Regions from separate parts of the Columba livia genome. Here region 1 is linked to region 2. A link is a contact called in public Hi-C data. All regions are on one chromosome and are shown on one strand. The core of a region is the stretch at or near the end of the contact, and the rest is flanking DNA. Distances in the headings are between cores, read along the strand shown. Region 1 overlaps AP3D1 (adaptor related protein complex 3 subunit delta 1). Region 2 holds the start of BTBD2 (BTB domain containing 2).

Region 1 (4,547 bases), core at 42-2,541, 35 kb after region 2:
AACGAGGCAGCATCCAACTGATCTTCGGGTAACCGAGATCAGAAGAAACAGACCGCGGGTCACATCTCGGTACCCGCGGGGCTCCTCTCCCCGGCAGACGCGCCAGGGCGGTGATTTTCCAGCTGACAATGTGGCACACGTTGCAGGCTGCCTGCTTCCGCACTGCCAGGAATGACCGTTTAGGACATGCTTACGGCACTACTGGGGACACGCTCTGCACAAGATGTCATGTAAAAATACTTCCACGTCACAGAATGGGCTGGCGCAGCAGACGTGAAATGATGCCTAAAAAAACAAAGCTCCAACGCGGTGCTTTCCACCCGGGTCAGGCTCCCTCACGCGGTTCCAAAGGAAGCAGGAGCAGAGTTTAAAGCTGCACTTACTTTGACTATAAAGGACAGCGTTCCTTTCAACTTCTGAGCCATGACAATACTCTGAAGTGTAAACACAAACTGGGCTTCATTGGAGATTCCTGGCGTGGAGAGAGGAGAGGGAGAATTCCGGTCAGAAAACGTGTTCTGTATCTACATCGTGGTTAGAATAAACCGAGCAGCAGCAGCTAAGCTTGACGCACTGACTATTTCTGAATCAAATTTGAAGTTTTCCATGTAGTTGGAAGAGTCACAGGCACAATTCCCGCTGTGGATTTACAGCACTGAGCTCCTGAGCTCTGGGAGCAGCAGCGGTGGCTGGGGTTTGGTGGTTATGGCCAGAGTGCCTGCGTGAGGGATGGCACAGCGGCAAGGTACCAAAACTGTTTGTGCAACTGGAAAACAGGCGGCCTTCCCAGTAGTTTTCAGAACTAATTAGAATCCTAATGTTTCTATGTGTTTCTTCCAATAGACAAGTCTGTGTCACAACGTGCCTTATATAGAATAAAAAACTACCCCCCAGCTACTCCCGGGGGATCAAAACGCACCCTGCAGTCACTGCACCCCGGACGGCTCCTGGGAGCTGTTTTGGTATTCAAATTAACTCTTTGGTGAAGGAAGTGAAATTCAAAGTTCAGCCATCTGACTGTCTTATTGTACTATGTACGAAACCACTGCCCTTCATCTCATGTCTAACATTTCTTAAGCGCTCAGCTCCCCATCCAAATCAGCGCAAACATTCCCTGCCCGTGGCCTCTGCCCATTAGGACGGTGGGACAACAGCTCGAGAACAAATCCAGAGCGGGTTCTAACGGCTCACAGACCTACAGCTCCGTTTCATTTTAAACCCCACAGCTCCTCAGGGAACCGGGATTCCTGCGGGCGCTGCTGGCACGTTCACGGCGCGAGGGGCTCAGCCGCGCGCTCCCAGCCCCGCGCGCAGGCTTTGCTCCTGCGGGGCAGAACCGCTGCCAGGCTCATCCTCGGCAGGGAATGGTGGGACCGGGAATGCCGCGCAGAGGGACACGTCCTCCCGAAAACGGCAAATGGCCACAAGTCCAACCGGCTCTTTCCACAGGAGGGCAGTGCAGGACCAGACTGTGCAAGGCTGGGCGTACCGGGGGGGAGCTGGAAGGGCACGGGGATCCCGTCGTGTACTGATGATCCTTCTGGTCGGAGCATTTTAGTGTTGAGAGAGTCCAGGACGTTTAGTTCCATGCTCTTTAGGAAGCTAGTGCTTTTGTTCTCGAAGATAACAGAGACGGTAACCTGACTATCGTGCTGGAGGTTTCCTTGAATGTCATAGGTCTGCAAATGGAGGAAAATTAAAAAAATCACAGAAAAGACTCAGAAACTTCAAAGAGCAAAGCACCAGAACACGGATCCGAACAGAGCAAGCTCCAAAATGAAGGTCACTTGGTACAGCTACAGGACAATGAAAAGCACACTGGTGATTGGCTCCACAGTACCGCCAAGCAGCAGGAAAATACCAACTTAAAACTTGTTGAGTGGACATCCAAAGGAATGGAAGCAGAATGTTGTCGTATTTCTGCCTTCTGGGATGTAAAGAGTTGCTCAGTTCAATGTTGGCTACATAAAGTCACTGTACTGTCCCAGAGCATCCCCCCTTCTCTTAGAGAACACAGAAAGAGAAGACATCTGGATTTGAACCCAAAACACTCACCATTTTAATGTATGGATTTTCAGCAAGAAGGCGGTAACTGGACATAGGCTGAAAAACAAGGAAGAAATCACGTTTGCAGTATCCTAATCTCTCTGACAAGAGCTGTCACTGCTCCCACCAAACCCGCTCAGCGCCTGCCCAGCACACGGCTACTCACTGGTAGTGGCTCATCGTCTAGTGTTCCGTTCTGCACCGACTCCGCTGGCTCCTCCTCGCCGTGATGACTCTTCTTTTTGGATTTCTTTTTATCCTTCGATTTCTCCTCTTTCTCTTTCTTGTGCTTTTTCTTCTTATGCTTGGAGGATTTCTACCAAGAAGAAGCAGCAGCTACAACAACAAACTCTCGAAGAAACTCTGTATTTCTGTTCATTACATCTTGACCCCTCTACCAATCTTTCCAGTTTGAGCCGCAGAAATCCGAAGCAAAGCTCCCGCTCCCTGACCCCGGCTGCCGTCCTGCGGCCAGTCCCAGTTCTCTCAGACCCCACGCAGCCCAGGATCAGCAGGCGGCCAGATCTCAGCTTTAAAACTGCTCCCTGACTCAAGGAACAACCAAACCTCGGGTGTTTAGAGCCCCTCGAGGAGGTACCGTTCCACTGCCGCCTATCTGCAGGTGGTCACTACACCGAACTGTTGGTAATTCCTATGTGCTTCTTCTTAAGGAATACGAGACACGACGAGAATATGGCTAAGGGTGTTGGCAACTTAAACCGCTTACCTTCCCTTCATCCTCCTCCTCGTCTTGCTCTTCCCTTTCTTCCTTTTTGACCTCTGGAGGTTCAGCCACAACAGCAGCACCCACATCAGGCTCGCTCTGCGTGGAGTAGCGGAGGGTTATGACACTAACAGAACGCAGCTGAAACAACTGAATCCCTCCCCCCCAATCTTAACAGTGACACCCCGACATCAACTGTTATTTCAAAATTTACATTAATAAGGTATCAAGCCTTCCATTTTATGTCTCTGAAACCTGGCAAATGCGATCACCCGAGGACAAGGTACAAAGATTTCCTCCAAGGAATCCATCCCCCAATATTCCCTGTGTCTCCCCCATCAAAACTCATGAGACTTCTTCTATCAGTCTCTCTCATGTCTATTAATATCGCCAGTGTCTAGCTCATACTAGGAAATAAAACCATACACTAATAATATAAGATTAAATGCCACCAATAATATTAAAATCCACCAAGCCTGCAGCTGCACCTGTATTTCTATCTACTGATCTGCACAGCAGGATGAGCCTGACAGCCCCAGTGACAGTGTCTGTAAAGCGGGCAGATCCAACGCCATTGCTGTCCAGCAGAAGTGGAGGAGACGCTGGCCGTGCCCCCTCCCCTCCCCCCCCAGCGGCACAAAGCACCCGCACCGCAGCGGGAAAGCCCTCCTGGCGCGCCTGACCTGCGGCTGGGCGCTGGGGACAGCCGGCGCCGCGGCGGACAGCCAGAAATCCAGGTCTTCCCCCTGCATTTCAGGTGAAGACAAAACCATTAGAGTTGTTTGATTGCATTAAACCCTCAAGTTTCCGCAGCAACGCACTGCTCCAGAATGCTCAGATACAGGTGCTGCGACACATTTGAGAGCAAACAGTCCAAGCAGCTTAACTTCAACCTCCGAGCACACGTCCAAACCCCAAACCCGGACACGACTGGCAGCACCTGCAAGTTACCACCAATTCTCACAGTCATTTCAGACATTCCAAGCACAGGGGCTGTGTCTTAGAGCAATAAATATGGCCCATAACTGCAGTTTCTAAAATAACGCCAGTCTTGGAGAATCACCTTTTTCTCTTCTTCCTCCTCTACCATCTTTTTCTCTTTCTCCTTCTTCTTTCCTTTGTCTCTCTCTTTTTCTTTGTGTTTCTTTTCTTTCTTCTTGGGTTTCTTGCTCTTCTTCTCTTCCAGGGGAGCTTCTGCGTCCGGTGACTTCGGGGTCTCCACGTTCCTGTGCCTCTGCACCGGCAGCTTCTCGCTGTCTGCCAAGGGTCTTAAAAACAGAGACACCTTTTCTTTAAAGAGTTTAGCCCCCAAAATCTTAAATCAGCACATACTCTGTACCAGAAGTTTATTCACGTAACCGCAGACACTGCCCTTGCGGATCAGAAATTAATAGAAACGATTTAAAGGCGACCGAGGGCCAAGTTCTTGCTGACACCTCATTACTCTTCAAAGAGGTAACTACAGACTCGTAGGCTGAGGAACACCTGCGAACACCCACACAGAGACACGGCGTTTCTGTACAGCTGCTCGCAAAGAAGAGTAAAGATGTGCAACAGTGGGAAGCACCTGCACGGGGGTGGGAATTCCAGCAGAGGGGGGCAGGCCGGCTCAAACGGCCCTTGGACGGTGTCTTTACTGTTGCTGATGAACACATCACTCCAATTGGAAACTGTTTTCAGCAAGAAATTATCTCACTCCGGCAGTTTACACTGTGAACCTGAGCTCACCACTACGTGTAGAAACTTGTGTTTAATATCAGATACCCCTTTCCAAACA
Region 2 (4,547 bases), core at 93-2,592:
TCAATAAAGGGCTTTTTAAAGGAAAACGTGGCAGATATTTGGGTTCTCAAATCATTGCTCCTTCCTTTCCATCCCCAGTGCTCTCGGCGGCCCCTGTATCTGTCGCAGTCTCGGGCACTACCCCTCCCCGACTCCCCACAGAAAACAAGGATGGCTTCTGGGCAAAACCCAGGGATTTGGGTGTTTTACCCAGTCACTCCCACCCCCGGGGACAACGCAGCCCAGGGCTGGACCGGGAGACCGCAACAACACGAAATCCATCGAGTGCCGGGGGAGACGCGAGGTGACAGGGACCGGCCACGCAACGGGCAGAGTCCCCCACACCACAGGCACCCCCCCCCGCACCACACTCAGGCACCCCCCCCACCGGAGCCCCCGGCCCCGCCGCCCGGGTCCGTCCCGCCCGGGTCCGTCCCGCCACCCGGCGCTGGGCCTGGCTGGGGCCTGCGCGCCCCCCCGCGCTCCGCAGGGCGGACAAACCGCGGGGTGAAGCTTCCCGACCCCCCTTTCTCCTCCATGAGCGATGCATGAAGCACAAACGCCGCAGCCCCTTCGCCGGCGCACCCCCGGCACAGCGGGGACCCCCGGCAAACCCGCACCCACCCACGGCCTGCCCGAGGCCCGGGACCCCCGACACCCCGCACGGCCCCGGCAGGACCCACCGGCCACCCCCCCGGCCCGCCCCGGCCGCCTCCAGGCCCCGGCAGCCGGCCGGCGCCCCCGGGGTCCCGCTCCCACCTGTGCGCCGGGATGCGCTGCGAGCCGCGGCCCTTCCCCACCAGGAAGTGCACGTCGCTGAGCACCTCGTTGTTGAAGAGGAAAGCGAACCGCTCCTGCACCGTGGGCTTCGTCGCCTGCCAGTTATAGACCGGCTCCCGCTGCAGCGCCCCGCCGGGGCCGCCCGCCCCCCCGGCGGCCCCCGCCGCCCCCGCCGCCGCCGCCGCCGCCGCCGGGCCCCCCGCGCCGCCGCCGCTCGCCGCCGGGTTGGCCGCGCCGCACTGGTTGTAGGTGAGGCCGGGCGGGGACGGCGGCGCGCCGTTGGTGCAGGCGGCGGCGGCCCCGTTGCCCGGCGGCGGCGGCGGCTGCGGGCAGGAGGAGGAGAGGCCCCCGGGGCCCCCGCCGCTCCCACCGGCCGCCATCTTGTGCGGCGGAGGCGCGGCAGCGGGCGGCGCGGGGCGGCGCTGCAGCAGCACCAGCACCAGCAGCGGCGGGCGGGACACGGCGGCGGGCGGGAGCGGGGCGGCGATGGCGACGGCGGCGCCGCGGCGGCCGCGGGTGCCGGGGGCGATGCAGAGGGCCGGGCAGCAGCGGCGCATGGGGCACGGCGCGGCGCCGCCGCCGGCCGGGCAGGGGAGCGGCGGGGCGGGGAGAGGGCGTGCGGCGGCGGGCGGGGCCGGGCGGGCACGGGCAGCGGGGTGGGCCCTGGGGGACAAGGGACGGGCCCTGCGAGGGTGTGGGGGAGTGGGGCCGCGATCCCTGCGGGCGTGGCTCCGGAGGGGCAGCGCGGCGGGTCTGGGGGCAGTTCTGGGGAGAGGGGGCGATCCCTGAGGGGCAGTTTTGGGGGGTGAGGGGGCGACCCTCGCCTTCAGGAACGAGGGGGTGATCCCTGAGGGGGTGAGGTGACCGTCCCCGAGAGGCGGTTCTGGGGGACAGAGGGGCAATCCCAGGGGAGCAATGTGGGGGCGCGGGCAGCGATCCTTGAGGGGCGGGTTTTGGGATGAGGGGGATCATTCTGGGGAGGACGAGGGTCGGAGGGGCCGGGCTGGAGCTTGTGGAGGGGTGAGGGATGGGGAGGTGCGGGTTGGCGGTGACGGGGCTGGTGCTGGGGGCGAGCGGCGAGGGGGCTGTGGGACGCGGAGAGGGGCGGGGGGATGCGGAGGGCGCGAGGGCCGCTCCCTTCCGGCCCTCACAACCCAGCCTGTCCTCCGAGCAGGGACCCAAGCCTCCGCCATCCCCGGACACCGGGTCCTTTGTGCCCGGCGGTTCCTCAGGGTAGTTAGCCCGGCTGACCCCAGGCCTGGAGCACCGCGTTAGTGGAACCGCCGTGGATGTACCAGGAGCCACAGCTGGTGCCCAGCTGGCCGTGCCCGCTGCAGAGGGACACACCGGCCAGCCCGTCCCACCAGCCCCCGCACCCTTGCCAGCCCCAGGGGGTGGAAAATGGCACGAGGGAGTCTGAGAAGCAGAAGCTTGATTAAGAGGCTGTGCCACTGCCTTGCTGTGATCTCACTAACTGACCCGTTAAAGTGATTTATTCTCCACGGGGTAATTACATTCCCCCTTTCTCTGTTATCCGCCCCTGATCGGTGTTCGGCACGTGGAGACACATGCACATGCACTCGGGCAAGCGCGTGGTCCTTGATTCGACGTGTTCCGTGAGGAGATGTCCTGTCTGCCCCTTCTGCTGTCTGCACCTTTGCGTTGCAGTTCCTGTAATACACACGGACGTGCTGTTTGTATTGATTCAAGGCTTCCAGGGCCTGGATTGCTCAGGGATCTCCTGATAAACCACCAGAGCCAGACGCTGCTGAGCCACATCACAGCAGCGTCGTCACGCGGCTAATTTTGATCAGGAGCTTCCAACCTGGTTTTGTATCATGTATCATGTTTCTGCTGCCCTGTGTGCCGCGGGCTTCTGCCGCACTTTTTGAAGCTGTGTTGTTAACACATTTCACGTGGACGAGTTTGGGAAGCCCTGTGGCCGCGGCTCTGCCGGCGATGGGAGCAGCCCCTGCTGGCAGCTGGTCCGCGCACACAGGGGTGAGCAGGAGCCCTTAGAGGAACAGCTCTCTTTCCTGTTAAATCTTTCTTGTGTTAACAATAACCAGCTATTAAAGATGTATTCTCTTTTAAAAGCGCTGCGTCCTGCTGTCTGTCACGCCATTTGCTGCGCACATCACACACGCGCAGCCCCTTGCTGGCCGAGCTCCTTCCACACTTTTCAGTATCACAGTTTTTTTACTCACAAATATGATAATCTGGACATTTTCCCAGCCCCGGCTCAGGCCTGTTTGGTTTTCGGATGCTTCCCTCTGGCCATAAACATTAGAGGGAGCTAAAGACTGCTCTGCGTGCCCGGCCGGGCCACGGCTGGTTGGGCGCTTCTCATCCGGGGCAGGATGGCACCGGGCCGTCGGTCCCGCAGCCCTGTGGCTACCGGGAGGGTCACCAGGAGCCGTACGAGCACCCGGTGCTGGTGGGGATGGAGCTGGTGGGGGCTGCAGCGTTTCTGCAGCAGCGTTCCTGCCCCCAAAGCCCAGCGGAGCCATCCTCGAGAAACGGCCTGAGGGACCGGGGGGCTCAGCTGGAGAACAGGAGCTGAGGGGAGACCTTCTGATCTCTGAACTGCCTGAAAGGAGCTTGGAGCCAGGGGGGTCGGGCTCTGCTCCCCGGGAACAAGCGCCAGGAGCAGAGGAAACGGCCTCAAGTTGCGCCAGGGGAGGTTGAGGTTGGATGTGGGAACAATTTCTTCCCCAAAGGGCTGTGGGGCATTGGAACAGGCTGCCCAGGGCAGTGCTGGAGTCACCAGCCTGGAGGGCTGGACAGACGGACAGGAGGTTCTCAGGACTGCTTTCCTCCTCCTCGTGCCCGTTGTTTCACCCGTCTGCTCCAGAAACCTTGCCTCTCCTGTCCTCTGCTCGCGGTCTACCCTGCAGACGTTCTGCCTTCCACGGTGCTGAGCGCATTCTGGGCAGGTAGCGGTTTAGGTTCTAAGCTCTGTAAATTTCTCCACATGGTCCTTCTTTCCCCCACCCCGTTCACCACCCCCAGAAAGTGCTCGGTAGTTGGAAACCACCTCAGAGCACGTGCAGGGAAGGGCAGCTCTGAAAATAACCCCACGCTGGGCTAAAATAACCTGCGCTGCTGCTGGAGCATTGGCCCAAAATAGGCTCTTGTGCTCAGCCAAGTGCGCTGTAAGCGCCGAGCAGCGCGGCGGGACGGGACGCGCTCCCCCATCCCGGGAGCTCGGCTCTGGTCCCAGCACGGACCGTGCCGGGGGGGACACTGCCTGGCCGGACCCAGATCCTGCAGGAAGCAGCTGCAGCGTTCTCCGAGCAGCAAACACGGATCTCTCAGCAGCGAGGTGCCACAGGGCTCCCTCTGCTCCGAGCAGCAGCTGCTGGGCCCCAACAGAGCTTGGAGCCCCATCCCAAAACACGGGGGTCTGGGGGTGTCCCCACCAGCCACAGCAACCAGAGGGCTCACCGCTCCGTCCCCCAGCATGGCTGGAGGGCTGGAAAGCAAACTTACCAGGGCAGAAAATACCTTAAAAATTAAAATACATTAAATATATTCAGCAAGTTCTTCCCTGCCCACAATAGCCCAGCGGGGCTCCTGCAGCCCTTCTCCCCATCCTGACCACAACCCTCGCTCAGTTGCCCCGTCTGCAACCTGACAGGCCTGGGGGGTGAACGGTGGCCCAGGGGGGTGTGAGGGGGGGGGGGACAGCCAGCAGCCGCTGTGCCGCTGTTCGGAGCTGCAGCGAGCGCCGCGCTGCACCGTGAGCCGCGGGGGATGCGGCCCATCACACCACCCCCTGGGAAAAG

The links. A called contact is a pair of places that touch in the nucleus more often than the background predicts.
Region 1: a Hi-C map of crop shows a contact between it and region 2, with 2.3 times the contacts expected there. The contact joins the enhancer-like site here to the promoter of BTBD2 in region 2. A contact is called at or near these places in 2 of 2 Hi-C or Micro-C datasets (crop and liver).

Annotation. Positions count from the first base shown.
Region 1 is chr27:525,675-530,221 of bColLiv1.pat.W.v2, forward strand. It overlaps AP3D1 (adaptor related protein complex 3 subunit delta 1), which reads right to left. Exons shown (of 32, transcript XM_065042049.1): 22 at 3,834-4,038; 23 at 3,454-3,516; 24 at 2,774-2,869; 25 at 2,213-2,362; 26 at 2,056-2,103; 27 at 1,490-1,679; 28 at 384-472. Among named protein-coding and RNA genes, the nearest start is that of MOB3A, 6.7 kb to the left of the region's middle. Within about 2 kb of position 1,292, at least 1 of the 3 cell types and tissues checked has an H3K27ac peak away from gene starts, as active enhancers do.
Region 2 is chr27:490,745-495,291 of bColLiv1.pat.W.v2, forward strand. BTBD2 (BTB domain containing 2) reads right to left here and starts at 1,343. Exons shown (of 10, transcript XR_010468222.1): 1 at 739-1,343.